Regions from separate parts of the Sus scrofa genome. Here region 1 is linked to region 2. Evidence: chromatin contacts called from public HiChIP or PLAC-seq data. All regions are on one chromosome and are shown on one strand. The core of a region is the stretch at or near the end of the contact, and the rest is flanking DNA. Distances in the headings are between cores, read along the strand shown. Region 1 holds the start of HMGXB3 (HMG domain-containing protein 3). Region 2 overlaps PPARGC1B (peroxisome proliferator-activated receptor gamma coactivator 1-beta).

The links. HiChIP or PLAC-seq counts read pairs in DNA pulled down with a chosen protein or histone mark.
Region 1: an H3K27ac HiChIP or PLAC-seq map of alveolar macrophages shows a contact between it and region 2, with 3 times the contacts expected there. The contact joins the promoter of HMGXB3 here to the enhancer-like site in region 2. A contact is called at or near these places in 1 of 5 promoter capture datasets (liver), 11 of 47 Hi-C or Micro-C datasets (alveolar macrophages, embryonic fibroblasts, fetal heart ventricle and 7 more) and 2 of 2 datasets of contacts at active chromatin or transcription factors (alveolar macrophages and skeletal muscle).

Annotation. Positions count from the first base shown.
Region 1 is chr2:151,027,293-151,030,460 of Sscrofa11.1, reverse strand. It overlaps HMGXB3 (HMG domain-containing protein 3), which reads right to left and starts at 1,685. Exons shown (of 20, transcript XM_021085011.1): 1 at 1,573-1,685. It overlaps SLC26A2 (sulfate transporter), which reads right to left. Exons shown (of 4, transcript XM_021085016.1): 4 at 2,978-3,168.
Region 2 is chr2:150,913,823-150,916,968 of Sscrofa11.1, reverse strand. PPARGC1B (peroxisome proliferator-activated receptor gamma coactivator 1-beta) reads right to left here. Exons shown (of 11, transcript XR_002342022.1): 9 at 2,809-2,930; 10 at 56-210. Among named protein-coding and RNA genes, the nearest start is that of PDE6A, 71 kb to the left of the region's middle. Within about 2 kb of position 1,563, at least 1 of the 83 cell types and tissues checked has an H3K27ac peak or open chromatin away from gene starts, as enhancers often do. A contact at or near this core is called in alveolar macrophages, where this site is marked.

The DNA.
Region 1 (3,168 bases), core at 436-2,935, 110 kb before region 2:
AGGGAAGGAAGCTAAGACTTATTGACTGCCTATTCATGCCCAGCACTGCTTCTTTTCTTATTATTTCATCCTTCCAGCCAATCATAACATCGAACGATGGTGGTCTCCCAACTTGCAGGCGCAGCGCTACTGGACGGTGGTCATCTTCGAGGTGGGGTGCGGTAGCAGATTCCGGCCACCGGAGGGCAGGCGTGGGCTACACAAGGGGGCCCGTCCAGCCCAGGGCCGAACCTTCAGGAGACCTGCTCCTTACTTCTTACGGTGGAGCCTGAGAAAGATGACGCTGAGCAAAGGGGGCGAGAGACCTGAGACAAGGGATCCTGCGACGCGGGACTTGCTTCAACTACAGGCTTGGAAATGCCTGTGCCTTGGGAGCTCCCTGCTGGTCCAGGGGTTAGGGCTTGGTGCCTTCACGGCTGCAGCCTGGCTTCGATCCCCGGTCTGGAGCTGATCCCACATCGAGCCGCTGCAGCCGCAGCAACAAAACAGAACAAAAACACTGCGCCTCAAACTACCCGCCCCACGCCATAGCACACCTATCCGCTCGCCCTTTGATAACCCTGAGCCATGTGATTGCCCCGGGGCACATAACCGCCTCACTGCGCAAGCGCCAGTGTTAGCGAGCAGCCGCCCCCCCTCCCCCCAGACATACCCATGCGCTGGGTAACCACTGAGATACTGGGGATCTAGTATTACCAGTAGTAATTATTACCTTTTTGGCCAACCCCATGGCATATGGAAATTCCTGGTCCAAGGATCAAATCTGAGCTGAAGCGGTGACCCACACCACAGCTGCAGCAAGAGATCCTTAACCCGCCACCCTGGCTGGGGACTGAACTGACGCCTCCACAGAGACAAGCTGGATCTTTAACCCACTGCAGCACAGCCACAGCGGGAACTCCTGCGAAAAATTTAAACAACCCCGTTTTGCAAGTTTATTGTGCAAAACACTCCTAAGTAATCATGATACAAAGTATATTCAGGAAGTTCCTGGTGTGGCTCAGTGGAAACAAGCCCGACCAGCGTCCGTGAGGCTGCGGGTTCGAGCCCTGACCTCGCTCGGTGGGTTAAGGATCCGGCGTTGCCGTGAGCTGCGGTGTAGGTCGCAGATGTGGCTCGGATCCCGTGTTGCTGTGGCTGGGGTGTAGGCTGGTGGCTGTAGCTCTGATTTGACCCCTAGCCTGGGAACTTCCGTTTCCCAAGGGTGTGGCCCTAAAAAGCAAATTTTAAAAAAAAGTGTATATTCAGAGTTACGTGATACAAAGTATGGGGGAGAAGAGGCATGTCCTCTTTAAAGCTCAGATACTCTATCACCTCTCTAAAAAAATCCCTGAAATACCGGACCCTGTAAAATACCCACTTCTGGCCACAGAGGCTCTAGGGATAAGGTTCATGGCCCAGCCCTCAAGCAGCCCAGTTAGGACAGGAGATACATGAGAGGAAGAAAGTAATACGGAGCGGTAAGTGCCGCTTCAGAGAACAGCCAGAGCACTCGCGGGAGCAGACACAGCCCCAAGGAGCATCTCCACGAGAGAGGCACAGGCAACGTGGCCGCGGGCAAGGGACACTTACCATGAAGTTTCTGGAAGGAGGACCCGGGAGCTCGGCTGGTGGGGCTGGGAGGCAACTCCGGGCAGAGGGAACAACATGTACAAGAGCCTGGGGTACCGATAAAGGGCCACAGCGAAGGTCACCAGAGGCGTGTCCAGCAGAGGACGTGTGGCGGGACAGGAGCTGGACGTGAAGCCAAGAGCCGAGCTGTCACGGTCTTGGTGGCCAAAGCGTTCGTTTCGGCCTTTCCCTCGAAGCGTTCGAGAAGCACCTACAAGAGGCAAAGGCCCCATTATTTCTTTAGGAATCGCTAACTAGTGCAGAGGCTGCCCTGCAGAGACACAGAAAACCAGTCAGGCTGCGGCATCATCTAGAAAAGAAACGACAGACAGTGAGGGCAGGAAACCTAGAATGTCCCAGGTTTCTGGCTTTCGTAGCCAGGTCTCATCGTGGTCAAAACAAGCTAAAGAGGAGGCGTCCGGGGCGTGCTGCGTGAGAGGGGCCCCGGGAAGGCGGGCAGAGCCCCGCGGTACCGTCGCACAGCTGCTGGTCGGTGTTCGAGAGAGACCGGGCTGGCACCAGGCTTGGCGGCCACTGGCGTGCAGACGGTAAGGCAGAGGAAGCCACGACCGTGGCTGCAGTCATCTGAGGAGAGCCTGCAGTGCGAGGTGTTCGGGATACAGGGCTCCGCGACCCAGGCTTTTTAGAAATCACGGGTGGGTATTTCTCCAAGAGCCACACTTTGACCTGTGGCCGCTGGACCTGAAAGGCACAGTGAAGGCAGCCGTGCCGTGCGAGGGGCGAAGGCCACGCACGGGAGCTCAGGCAGGGGCAGAGCCTCCAGGTGGAGGGGGGGAGCCTGGGGAGCAGGTGCACGGGGCCCAGAGGCTGCGGGCAGATGGCCTGAGGGCACCGTTCAGTCCAGCTCCCCGCCCCGTGGCCGTGCCCACCGCCCCGAGCCCCTGCACTCGCTCCCGCTTCCATCTGGGGAGGGGGCGGGGGGGCGCAGAGCGGTCCTTCCAACGGGTGCCCCTGCGTGGCCACGTCTCGGTCCACGTGAGGCGGCAGCCCCACCTCACGGGTAGGGCCGATGTGGCTCAGAGTTCAGTGTGGGGACAGCCGCAAAGCGGACCTGGGTTGTGTGATTTCAGCACAGGGGGCAACAGCAGTCCCGCAGCCTAAGGACTGGAATCTGTCCTCCCCGCCTTGCCCCTGGTGGAGAAGTTGAGTCCCCAAAGCGCTGACTCACTCAGGACCCCGAGGCAAAAAGGAGAGAATGAGGCTTCTTTGTGCTTCCTGACTTTCCAAGGACAGACACGGGTCTGATGGGAAAGAGATGGCATTTTTACCCCCGGGGCAACCCGAGTGTGTTCCTTAGTTAGAATCCACCCCTCCCTTGCCCTTAAATCACTTAGACACAGCAAAATTTTACGAACGCAACAATTTATTAGCAGACAAATGAAATGACATCTCTGAATCTCAATACATACAGGATCTTATGAGATAAACATCACCAACAGAGATCAGAAGAACAGGGCCTGCCTCTGACTGACTGCCCTCTCCTGCAACGGAGGCTGCAAAATCCGTCCGGAACCCACCCTCACTCCACAGGGGGCC
Region 2 (3,146 bases), core at 314-2,813:
AGGCCACGGCCCCTGCGCCCGGGGCTCCACTGGGATGTGCGCCCCACAAACTCACCGAAGTCGGCGTAGCGGGGCCAGCAGAAGCGCCGGAGGCCCCCGGAGCTCAGCGGGAAGGAGGGCTCGCTGCGCCCCCGCAGGGCCGCGCCCTTCCGCAGGGACAGCGCCGCGTGCTCGGAGCGCCGGTAGGTGACGAAGCCGCACTTCTCGCCTCTGCGGGGAGAGGACCAGGGCAGAGGGTCAGCAGGACCCCTGTCACTGGGCGCACCCAGAAAAGCACCAGGACTCGGCAACCCTGTCTGTCACCTGGTCCCGGGGAAGGGCTCTAGGCTGACCCACGCGAGAGAGCGACAGCGGGAGCAGGCGGGGTGCCGCGGTCTGCAGGGGCCGGTCGCCACGCATCGTCTCCCACGGTCTTCAGACCCCCGAGAGGGGGGACCACGGTCATCCCACCCCCGACCCCCCAGGGGAGAAAACAGCTCTGCGAGCTCAGAATTGGCCCAAAGGCAGGTGGCAGAGCGGGGAGCCCAACTCAGGCCTCCCGCCACGAAAGCGGATGCGCCTCGCCCCCCACCCTCCTCTCATCACGCTTCCCATTTTCTGGGATTCGCCCCACCCCCGCTCCATCCTACCACTCCCACTCCCTTCAAAGGCAGCCTCGGCCACCACTTCCTTGGCCGCCCATGCGGCCGTCACCTCCCGAGGACGGCAGATGCGGATGCCCGCTCAGCATGCGCTCCCCTTCCTCTGATGACAGAGCCCTGTGCTCAGGTGGGCTCAGGGTGCCAGCTAAGTCCCCTGATGGAGGACCTCCTGGGCCACAGTGATTTTTTCAGGGATGAACCCGTCACCCAAGGCAGAACCCCAAAGATTCCACCCCATGTGTTTGCTGGAACCATGGTGGGGGGACTCCTCCTTCCCTGGGTAGGAGATGAGCTGCGAGCCGCAGGCAGCCACTTTGCTACCACGAGGGAGGCCCGCCCAAGGAGGTGCCAAGGTGAAGAAGGGAGTGGAAAGTCAGGCCTGACACACACTCAGCTGTCACATCTCCTGTCACCTCGGAACCGGTCAGAGGTGGAATCCTTCTGCCTCTTTCAATGTCTGAGCTTTATGAATGCTTTTTAAATCGTCACAAATGAATTAATCTTAGAGATTAATTTCCTTACCTGTTTTTACATGTTATCTCACTTGATATCCTGAACTGCAGAGAAATTTAAATAGTTCTATTTGTGTAAAGACTCCTTATTTTTAATTTATTTATTTTTGCTTTTTAGGGCCACCCATGCAGCACATGGGGGTTCCCAGGCTAGGGGTTCCAAGCTGCAGCTGCCAGTCTATACCACAGTCACATCAGTGCCAGATCCAAGCTGCGTCTGCAACCTACCCAGACTCATGGCAGCGCCGGATCCTTAACCACTGAGCAAGGCCAGGGATCGCTCGAACCCGAGACCTCATGGATCCTAGTCGGGCGTCTCCTCTGAGCCACGACGGGAGCTCCTGATCCCCTGCCTTTTGAAGAATGACTCATGTTCGACCGCGTGTGCACATGTTGTCCTCACCCTTCCTGTCACAGGACCCCGGCTTGTTCCCACCCCTCGGCTGCTGTGAATCACACCGCTAGGAACATAGATGTGCGTGAATCTCCTCCGGACCTGACTTCGGAGGCTCCCGCTGTGGCTCAGCGGGCTCGATCCTTGGCCTCTCAGTGGGTTAAGGATCCAGTGTTGCCATGAGCCGCGGTGTAGGTCAAAGATGCGGCTCGGATCTGGTGTGGCTGTGGCTGTGGCCTAGGCTGGCAGCTGCAGCTCTGATTCAGCCCCCAGCCTGGGAACCTCCACATGCCATGGGTGCAGCCCTAAAAAGACAAAGCAAAAGATCTGGCTGTAAATTCTTTTGCCTGAATACCCAGAAGCGGGATTGTGGACCAAATGGTGAAAATCTACGTTTCCTGGTTGGTGGGCCCTCCATGCTGCTCTGCACAGCGGCCACACCACTTTGCATGCCCACCGCCAGTGCACAAGGGCTCCTGTTTCTCCTGTTTCGCTATTTTCTGGAACCGCCCTGAAGGACATGAGACATGTAAGGATTCTCATGGGCAAACTCTTCTCTCACTGAAGCTCTGAAATATTATTACATTAGAATCTTAAAACCTGAATAACTTGTTTGCAAACATAACAGGAGATCCTTTGGGATGACTGCAAAATTGCAAACATAACGGGAGGTCCTTTAGGACGGGTGCGAAACCAGCAAAGCTTTGCTACCTCAGTTGCGCATTTACACCAACCTACTCCGGCTGACCTCGACAGCTGGAGCACCGCTGCCCCGGGTGAGTGAGGAAAAACCTGGCTGCCTGGCACAACGGAAGGCCGGACCACTGGACCGCCAGGCCGGCAGGTGCAGAGGGATGGAGGGATGGAGCAACGTGGCTTCAGGGAAGAGACCGCCACGCAGGCGTCCCTTCAGGCCCCAGGGCCGGTCGGCAGCCCTGAACCAGGTCTAGGGCGGAAAACCGAACACCGACACGTGGGCTGCAGATCTGGCTCTGCCACTAACTAGCTGCTCGGTTAACCTGTCTGTGCTCCCCAAAGGACAGCGGTGGCCAGAGTAGGCACACCCATGTGACAGGGAGAGAGCGTACGGGGACCGCCTCCTCGCTGAGCCAACTGGCAGTACAGGTCGCCGCCGCTCCTCGGTGGCACGGCTGCAGCAGCCCCTTTCTGCTCCTGAGCCCGCGGGAGGTCTGTTCTGCAGACGGCCTCCAGCCCCCATCATCTTTGCCCCCCACCCCAGCCCCGCGAGCGCCTGCCTCACCTCGTGCTCCTGGTGAGCACCTGGCACTCCACGACCTCGCCAAACACCTCGAAGCGCCTCTTCAGTTCGCGGGAGCTCATGTCGCTGGCGAGATTGCGAATGTACACCACGCGGCCTTCGCCCTGCCCGAGGGGGACAGAGAGGGACTGGTTATCACCGCCTGGCTTCCTGGAGCCCCTCAGGGACGGTCCCCAGTCCAGGTCACCCGGCTGAACGAGTGACACCAGCTGGGGCTGGAGTCCGAGAAAAGACAGTGCCAGCATCCCAAGGGACCTGCCTTGAGGGTTAGCGGGGGACGTGGCCCCAAAGGAAGCGACTGCTCTGCTTAGAGGGATGAT